Linked DNA regions of Hordeum vulgare: region 1 is linked to region 2. A link is a contact called in public Hi-C data. All regions are on one chromosome and are shown on one strand. The core of a region is the stretch at or near the end of the contact, and the rest is flanking DNA. Distances in the headings are between cores, read along the strand shown. Region 1 holds the start of LOC123401262 (zinc finger CCCH domain-containing protein 45-like). Region 2 holds the start of LOC123401291 (auxin response factor 6-like).

What was found. A called contact is a pair of places that touch in the nucleus more often than the background predicts.
Region 1: a Hi-C map of seedling shows a contact between it and region 2, with 4 times the contacts expected there. The contact joins the promoter of LOC123401262 here to the promoter of LOC123401291 in region 2. A contact is called at or near these places in 3 of 6 Hi-C or Micro-C datasets (leaf and seedling) and 1 of 1 datasets of contacts at active chromatin or transcription factors (embryo).

What each region holds. Positions count from the first base shown.
Region 1 is chr6H:101,317,296-101,321,463 of MorexV3_pseudomolecules_assembly, reverse strand. It overlaps LOC123401262 (zinc finger CCCH domain-containing protein 45-like), which reads right to left and starts at 1,844. Exons shown (of 5, transcript XM_045095020.1): 1 at 839-1,844; 2 at 13-99. The coding sequence starts at 1,599.
Region 2 is chr6H:101,181,931-101,185,954 of MorexV3_pseudomolecules_assembly, reverse strand. LOC123401291 (auxin response factor 6-like) reads right to left here and starts at 2,517. Exons shown (of 14, transcript XM_045095065.1): 1 at 1,941-2,517; 2 at 1,416-1,534; 3 at 1,113-1,211; 4 at 961-1,017; 5 at 719-874; 6 at 525-609; 7 at 256-346; 8 at 1-141. The coding sequence starts at 2,001.

The DNA of each region.
Region 1 (4,168 bases), core at 595-3,094, 140 kb before region 2:
GTCTTGAATTACCTGGCACAAACTTTGGAGCAGATATGATTATGGACCAATATATCATGAAGCAAACCCGCAATCAGAAGCACTATAGAAGAATGAATGCTGCAAACTAAAAACATGACATGAACTTGACAATCCAAAGGGTCAAAGATTGAGTAGAGTCATTCTACAGAATCGGTGACCTTGATCTGCATAAAATACCTAAGCTACCAGATTAGCTTATCTGTTTGATTATGAATTCACTTCAACGGAATTATAGGCAGGTGCAGGTCGTATGTAGCAGACCACAATAAAACTTAATGACATGTCTAATTGGCATGCATCAATATCCTTACTACTTTCGCTCATAAGTTTTAAGATTCTAAGCATCCTAGGAATGTTGGCTCGTGTTGCGTCGGGGTTGGGAGTCACTGGTGGGCCACCTGTAAGGGGTTGAATCGCTAATGTGTACTGCGTTTGGGTCCACTCCGGGTGAACATGTCATATGTATGTTTATTTATGTGTTATCTGCAACAACAGCTCAGTCAACCTCCCAGAGAAGATACCGCCTCCACCTCATAAGAGTGAAGCCAATAAAAAAGAGCAACACAAACGTAATTAAAAGCCAGTCTAACTCAGGTGTGAAACACACAACAAAGCAACTAACCGTACCCGCCTGCATAAAAACACACTAAAAAATGCTTAACTCAAACACGTTAAAAAAGGCTTAACTCATGACTGAAGGACGGGGCGGCAAAGCACGCGCCACCCTATAATTGAGGATGAATCTTGGGTACATGATCCAAGGCTAGGTTTCGTAGGACTAATAAAATAAATGGGATTGAGAGAGGATGTTCCTTACATTTCGCACACCTGGATCTCATGCTTCAAGTTGCAATCCTCTGCGCAGCAGAAGCGGAAAGCATGGTGGAAGTGGCACACTGGCATGTGATCCATGTCAAACTGGTGCAGGAACGAGCACGGCTCCGCTTTCTTGCAAAGCCCACGCAGCCAGTGCTGGCACACGGTCTGCTGGAAGATTACGCGGCGATGGCCATGGGACAGCCCTTTCGTGACCGGGATGGGGGCTTCGGAGGACGCGGACATGGAGCCGGATCCAGCGCCGACGGCGTCGAGGTAGTCCTCGAAGTCGAAGCGGAGGCTGCCCTCGTCGCCGTCCATTTGGAAGCTTCCGATGCCAGGGCCATGGGACGGCCCTCCAGCGGCGGGGATGAGGGCTTCGAAGTAGCCGACCGAGTGTCCGGTGCCAGCACCGGCCGCGTCGAGGTCGTCCTCGAAGTCGAAGCGGAGGTTGTCCTCATCGCCATCCATTTGGAGGCCACAGCCACGGGACGGCCCTCCCACGGCGAGGATGGGGGCTTCGGAGGACGCGGAGCCGGATCCAGCGCCGACGGCGTCGAGGTAGTCCTCGAAGTCGAAGCGGAGGCCGCAGTCGCCGCCGTCCATTTGGATCGAGGGAAGGTGGGAGGGGCTAGCTAGGGTTTGGGCGCTGAGAAATTTGTGCTTGCCCTGAAATTTTCGCTCGGAAAACGTTTCGACCCAGATCCAGCCGACTGATTGAAGCGCTGCGTCGGCCGCGCAGCGAGCCTTCGGATCGTGCATTCGCTGATCCTGCGTCACAGGCTCACAGCGCGTGCGAGCCCACCTCCCGGCTCAAGCTTTTTTTTTCTCTTTTTTGAACTTCCCTCCCAGCTCAAGCTTTTTTCTCTCTTTTTTGAACTTCCCTCCCAGCTCATGCTGGTTTGAGGGGTAGTTTCTTTTCCTGCAGAAATAGATTCTCTTTATTTTTTGCGGGTAGCAGAAATACTATATATGTAATTTTTTTGATGTAAATGTTATAATGTCATCTTGTAGGAGTAGTGGAATACTATATATGTAATTTTCTTGATGGGCTTGGCGTAAATGTTAAAATCATTGTGACATTGACGCACTTGAGAACAGATATAACAAAAGAAAGATCTTCAAGTTATTACAAGGTTCTCCTAACAAAAGGAGACACAGTAAAAACTAATCATCAAGGAAAAAACCATTGGTCAGTAGCATCACGTATTGCATCCATATTAGTTTCATCCATGGGCGGAGCCACGTTAGCACTGGGCCCAGGCCTGTTTCAGAGCTAGAGCGATCAGCAGTGTAAAATGGTGCTAAAACATCTACGAGTGCACTGTGACGAGACGTACTCTTCTCGTGAACATAGGAGCCGAGCTCAACCATGTTAAAGTGTCCATGACATAATTTATTATTATGAATGTAGTTATGGGACACCTGCATGTAATAACTATCATCTTTTGCATCTCGACTTTGTAGCATGTTATGCCAAATATGATTCGTCATTTCATTGAGAACACCAAAAAAATATTTTGATGATATTTAATAGTGACAACTGAAGGTCTTATTTCTCCCTTGCAGAGGTACTAGTCGAAAATCAGGTACATGATATTGTGGACCTTATACGGTGCTAGATGCCCGACTTTGTTTGATATTTGTAGTCAACAAGATAAAAAAATTTGTAGTGATAATTAAAAAATACAATGATAGTAGTGTAAAAGAATGCATGCACGAAATATTACCATTTGACTGCTTTGATGCAATACCCGAAAAAAAATGTATGGGTCATAGGATAACAAACTACTTTGCCTGGTTTTGCTTTTTCCGTCTATCATATGTGTCAAAATGAATGTTTCAATTAGCACATAGAGATACTTGAAAATATAATCAATTTATCACATACCACGTAAACCATGGACATGTACATAATAGGTTGTTAGCCGATAAAAAATCATACTATCCACTATACAAAAGAGGTGTGCCCTCATCGGAGTGGGGCTGTTGCAAAGGTGCAGTAGAGTAGAGGCCTAGCGGAAGGGCTGAGCAGTAGAGTCGATGGTCAACGTCAAGCTTGGAGGCAGATGGAAGGGTGGTGCAACATATGGGGAGGTGGAAGTTGTCATCGGCTTTAAGCATATAACCCAAAGATCGGGGAGCTTCAAGATCGGCGACAATGAGCACCGGTAGTGCAGTGTTGAGTGGAGGATGAGTAGTGGCGAGAGGCAAGCCCGAGCAGTGAACGACAGGATGTGCGGATGCTATGGGGAGAAAGGTGCCAACTAGCGAGTGCTCGTGGGCGAATGGGCAATCAACTCAGGTGGGACGGACACCAACATGGGAGGGTGGAATCGAGGAGGAAATCCAAGCAAGCTCGTTGGGGACACACATGTGTGATGTGTGCTTGTGGCTTCCTACTCGCGCAAGAGAGGTTGGACCTGATATTTTTTTCACTCGAGGGTTGAGTGGCAACTTCAATGCAATAATGTTCCATATGAGGGGTATATATATGGGGAAATAAGTGAATTCACTTACTTTGGCGGTTCATAAAGTTGGTCTCCCGGAGTTTCTTCCAACTCCGCAAGGAGTGTTTTCTTACTATTCATTGTAGGGCAAAACCTCCAAAGGTCTGTAACTTTATTGAAATGAATCATATGTACAGTGTATACAAGGAGTATGATGCTCAGAAATATGTAAAGAATGACCCTAATACAACATACATTCTAAGGTGGGACGTAAGAAACCCATTTGATCATATCATATCTAAACCTAGGCTTAATAATATAAGCCAATGAAGCAATGTCATGTATAAAACCACTCCGACACATGGAGAAAGTGGGCCTCTCACGCATGAAGATTGTAAGATTCCTCTTTACCCGAATATTCCAACATGTCGTAAACACTACTTTGAAAAAAATACTTGTTAAAGTCTTTCATTGCTTAGACAACATGTGCTCATATCATCCCCCAACGGCCAATTGATATAGCTAGCGATAGTTCCGAACTCTAGCACTGAAATTACATTGGAAGCATAAGTAATTTATATACTTCCTAGAGTCAATAGGACAGAGAACACATGAATTATCATAGATCGCATTCAAGTGTCTCCTCTCAAGCATATCATTAGCTGTATGCCTACCCATAATCAATGTCCAAGCAAAACCTTGATTTTACAGAGTGCATCGGCTTTTCCAAATCCAATTCAAAAGGGGATTAGACACGGTAGGTAGGAGTGGGGCTGTTGCAAAGGTGCAGTAGAGTAGAGGCCTAGCGGAAGGGCTGAGCAGTAGAGTCGATGGTCAACGTCAAGCTTGGAGGCAGATGGAAGGGTGGTGCAACATATGGG
Region 2 (4,024 bases), core at 1,268-3,767:
CGGCTATTTGTAGATGCAGCATGAGCAGCTGCAGCCAGAAGACCAATATGCATGCTGTCACTAGACAATACTGATGATGGCATGACCGTTTGCGACCTATTTGCTCGACGTATTCCCAGAAGCAGCTGATTGTTGTCATTCCTGATCAACCAAAGACACAAATGAATATCAACATAAAACTCTGCTAAAAACGGTAGGGTATGGAAGCACTGAGTAACTGTTCTAAAAATAAATAAACTGGAAGAACAGATGTACCAGATAAATAGGACAGAGTCTCCAGCAACCAGTCTCTTTGCACTTATAAAGACGCTCCAACCTGTTGTCAGAAGATGCCGCTTTGGTTGACCTGCACCAGCAATTTGATTTGAAGTTATTTGACATCATATACTACTTTTTGAAATCTTACATGAGCTGTATCAAGCAAGGCTGTATGAAATGAGGGTATGTACAAGGCTATATAGACTATACATGACCGAAAAATTCACAAAGGAAGAACCAACAAAAATAGCTACAAAATAACTAACCTCGAAAGATATGACGGAATTTCCACTCATTGCCATGCAGGTCTTTTGCCATCAACTCCTGTGCTGGAGGCTGCTGAGTGAAATCCTACAAAATTATCAAAGGAAAATACATAATTAAATGAAGTTCATTTCATCCGAAAATGTAACATGTGGTTAAAAGATACAGCAAACAATTGCTGATGAACAGCACGTACCAGCGGAGGAAACACCTTCTCCGCTGCTCGGCGGGGAACAGAGAATCCACCATGCGTACTGGTGTCACTTGCAGTTAATGTTTTGCAAAAATAATTCGTTGGTTGTTTGCTAGCATTGCCCAATTCAGCAGGTAGAAATGGGTCCTTGAGTTCTTGCTGGAAACAAAATCAAGATAAAATATAAGTTTGCTACAAACAGAAGTACATGCATAGATGGCACTAGGTTGGAAATCCTGTATTACTGGGCTGAGTGGCTGTAACGTCATCTGTGCATAGACCTCATCTGTCTCTGCATCAGCCTGAAGGAAAAAAATACAGCAATGCTTATGAGACAATGCTAATGTCAGTACTACTTGGGTCTTGAAACAGATTCATTATATCGATCCGATCTTACGTGCATGGTCACATTATGCAGTTGGCATATAAGCTGCGCAGGCAGGTTCGGATAGTTGGGGATCTGCGACTCCATTTCCTTGTTTGTTGATACCGATACCTATGGTAGAAACTCAACCATGTGAGTCCATTAGTGTCTTAAAAATCTTCAGTTCTGGCAGAACCATCTAAGAACTGCTGCGAGACATGGAACTCAAAAGGGACCTTGCGAAAATGAAAACAATTCTGCAACCATTACTGGTACTCGGAGATACTCTACAACATCTCCGATCTACATCGTTGTACTGGGAGGAAGAATGGTAACCTGCTCACTGTGACCTTGAGGAAAATACAACACCCGACTGCCGACCGCAGGCAGAGAAACGAGGGGGCCGGCACAGGCGTGCCACAACTCTGAGTTTAGGCACTTGTGCTCTTCTGATACTGAAAAGGGAAATAGTTTGAGCATAAGGTACAGAAGATATATGAAGTTCAGTTAACAATCCTGCATCCAAGTTCAGAACCTGCATCCTACTTTAACACCTTCCACTGGGGAAAAATATATTTGGCTAGAAAATCTGCACTATTAAATACTAGAAAATATATATATATATATATATGTATATTTATAAAATTTAAATGGGCAGACTTGTAAAGAACCAGAAACTCTGTCATCAAGTGTATTAGTGTTGCATTAACATAACAGTTGTATGTTGTCAAGAAGCGTAGTAAAGAAATCACCCAAGGAAGAATAAATTGATAGTAGGTTGATGGGGCTCACATGATTACACACACAGATTTAAAGCAAGCGAAGTGAAAACTGCCAACTGAAATGCCAAGACAATAATACCTTCCGGCGACGCCGGCTGATCCGGCAGGCAACCGCCGCCGGCCGACGGCGAGAGATTCATACTTGACGAGCGAGCGTGCTTGAAGGCAACACGGGGAGCCCACGAGACGGGGAGGCGAGGGAGCGGAGAAAACGAAAGAAGGCTTCGTTTCCTGTTTCTACACCAAATCACGAGCGCTTCCAAACAGCATCACCATCGCTGTCTCCTTCCCCGAACCGGCCAAGCCAAACCTCCTGCCTCCGCCGCACCCGGCCCGAAGGCGCGGTCCTTTTCGATCCAAGAACTCCGAGTTTTCGAGCCTCTCGATCCAGGAGCCCCAGCCCCGCCTCCGGGAAGCGTCAGGGGACTGGCGGCGGCGGCGGCGGGAATGCGCCGCCTTTGCGGCCGCGGGAGCTAGGCAAGAACCGCGCCTCTCGATTGCGAGAAGGCGGCGGCTCGTCAGATCTCGCCGCCACGGGCTCCGAAACGGCAGCTCCCGGCTCCGGAGGACCCGGCCGTGGCTCCACGGCAGATCCGCCCGCCGCCGCCGGTGTCGATCAAGCTGCTGCTGCTTCTTGCCTGTAGCTTCCTGCCTGCTCGTGTTGCTACTTAGAAGAGAGAGGGGGGGGGGGGGGGGGGGGGGGGAGGGAAGGTGGCACAGTGCACTTCTTCTTCTCGGTGCTACTTGGTTCTTCTTCTTGCTGCAGCTTCTGCGCCTTGTGCTGCTGCTCCAATGCAGTTCTTGGGGTTTTAACCCCACGAGCGGTGCTCTCTCTCCCTCTCTCTTCTCTGTCATGCACTTTAAAAACCAACCTTTTCTCCGTGCAACGTGCATGCTTCCGGTAAGTTTTTTTTTCTACATTTGTTCTCCACCGCACCCCGTGTAATTCATGCAAGTATTCATGTAAGTATGTACACGGCTGGAAAAGGTTCGCCTCGTGTAATTTACAAAGTATGTACACGTCTATCATCAAACCAACATGTGGTTAGATGATTAGAGAACCTTGGTATCTTCAGCCCATTAGAATTCATGCTATCTTCAATCCATCAGAGTTTAAGTCTCGTCGATCGCTTTAAGTGAAAGTAGTTTTTGAAGGTGCACATAGTGGTACGATGTGTGTGTGTGCGCGTTCATAAGAATGAATGTGATACGCTTTGAGTGAAAGGATACGAGGCGTCTACAATAACTTTGTAAACCTTAATATGACATGCCGGCTCAATCTTTCGGGGTGTTCATAGAGATAGTATGTACGTGTTTGCGTTTATAGGGTGTGTGTGTTCATAGAAATGAATGTATGCACGTGTATATGATTTATAGGGATGTGTGTATGTTCATAGAGATAAGTGTATGCGCGTATATATAAATGCTTACGTCTGTATTGTTAAAAGAAAATATACACCATATCCACAATGAAAATTCAAAATTGTCATGTAGAAGTAGCATAAAAAATCAATAGAAAAAATGCCATGTTGCAGCGATTAATTAATGTCTTTCGATTTGGACCCGATGTACTTGAAGACTTCGGTTCTTTAATCAGATGTATATTAAAATGCATGTTTGTTTATCATTGCTTTATTTTTTTTAGAAAAAGAGAATGAACATGGCCTTTGCATCTGAATTACTCCATTAGCTGAGTTTAGTTTATGTACAACATACATTTTTTTCCGCGAGGAACAGCAGGCGCATTACACTTTGAACTTTCACAAATACCAGCCAAATTTGGCGAATCCAGAACAAATCAAATTAAGTGGCGCCGTCGACGAACAAACGTCTACATGCTTTCTATTCTACGGCTGCTTCACGATTGACAAAAAACGTTTTTGCCGCTGGATCTCTTGATAAAGATAATCGCCAGATGACGGAATATCGAAACGTGTTCGAGAGACAAGAAAAGGCGTCAACTTCTTCTTCTCGTATACGTACATGTATTTTTCAGTCGTGGTCAGCTAGTGGGCTTTTTTTTTTCCCGTCCCGTGTAGATCCCCCGTGATAATGCCTTTTTGACCAATGTTTACTCGCCATCATTAACGTATTGTGTTCTTCTCGTCTCTTTTAGTAGTAGTAGTACTCCATTAGCGTGGTCAAACCAGCGTACGTGTACGA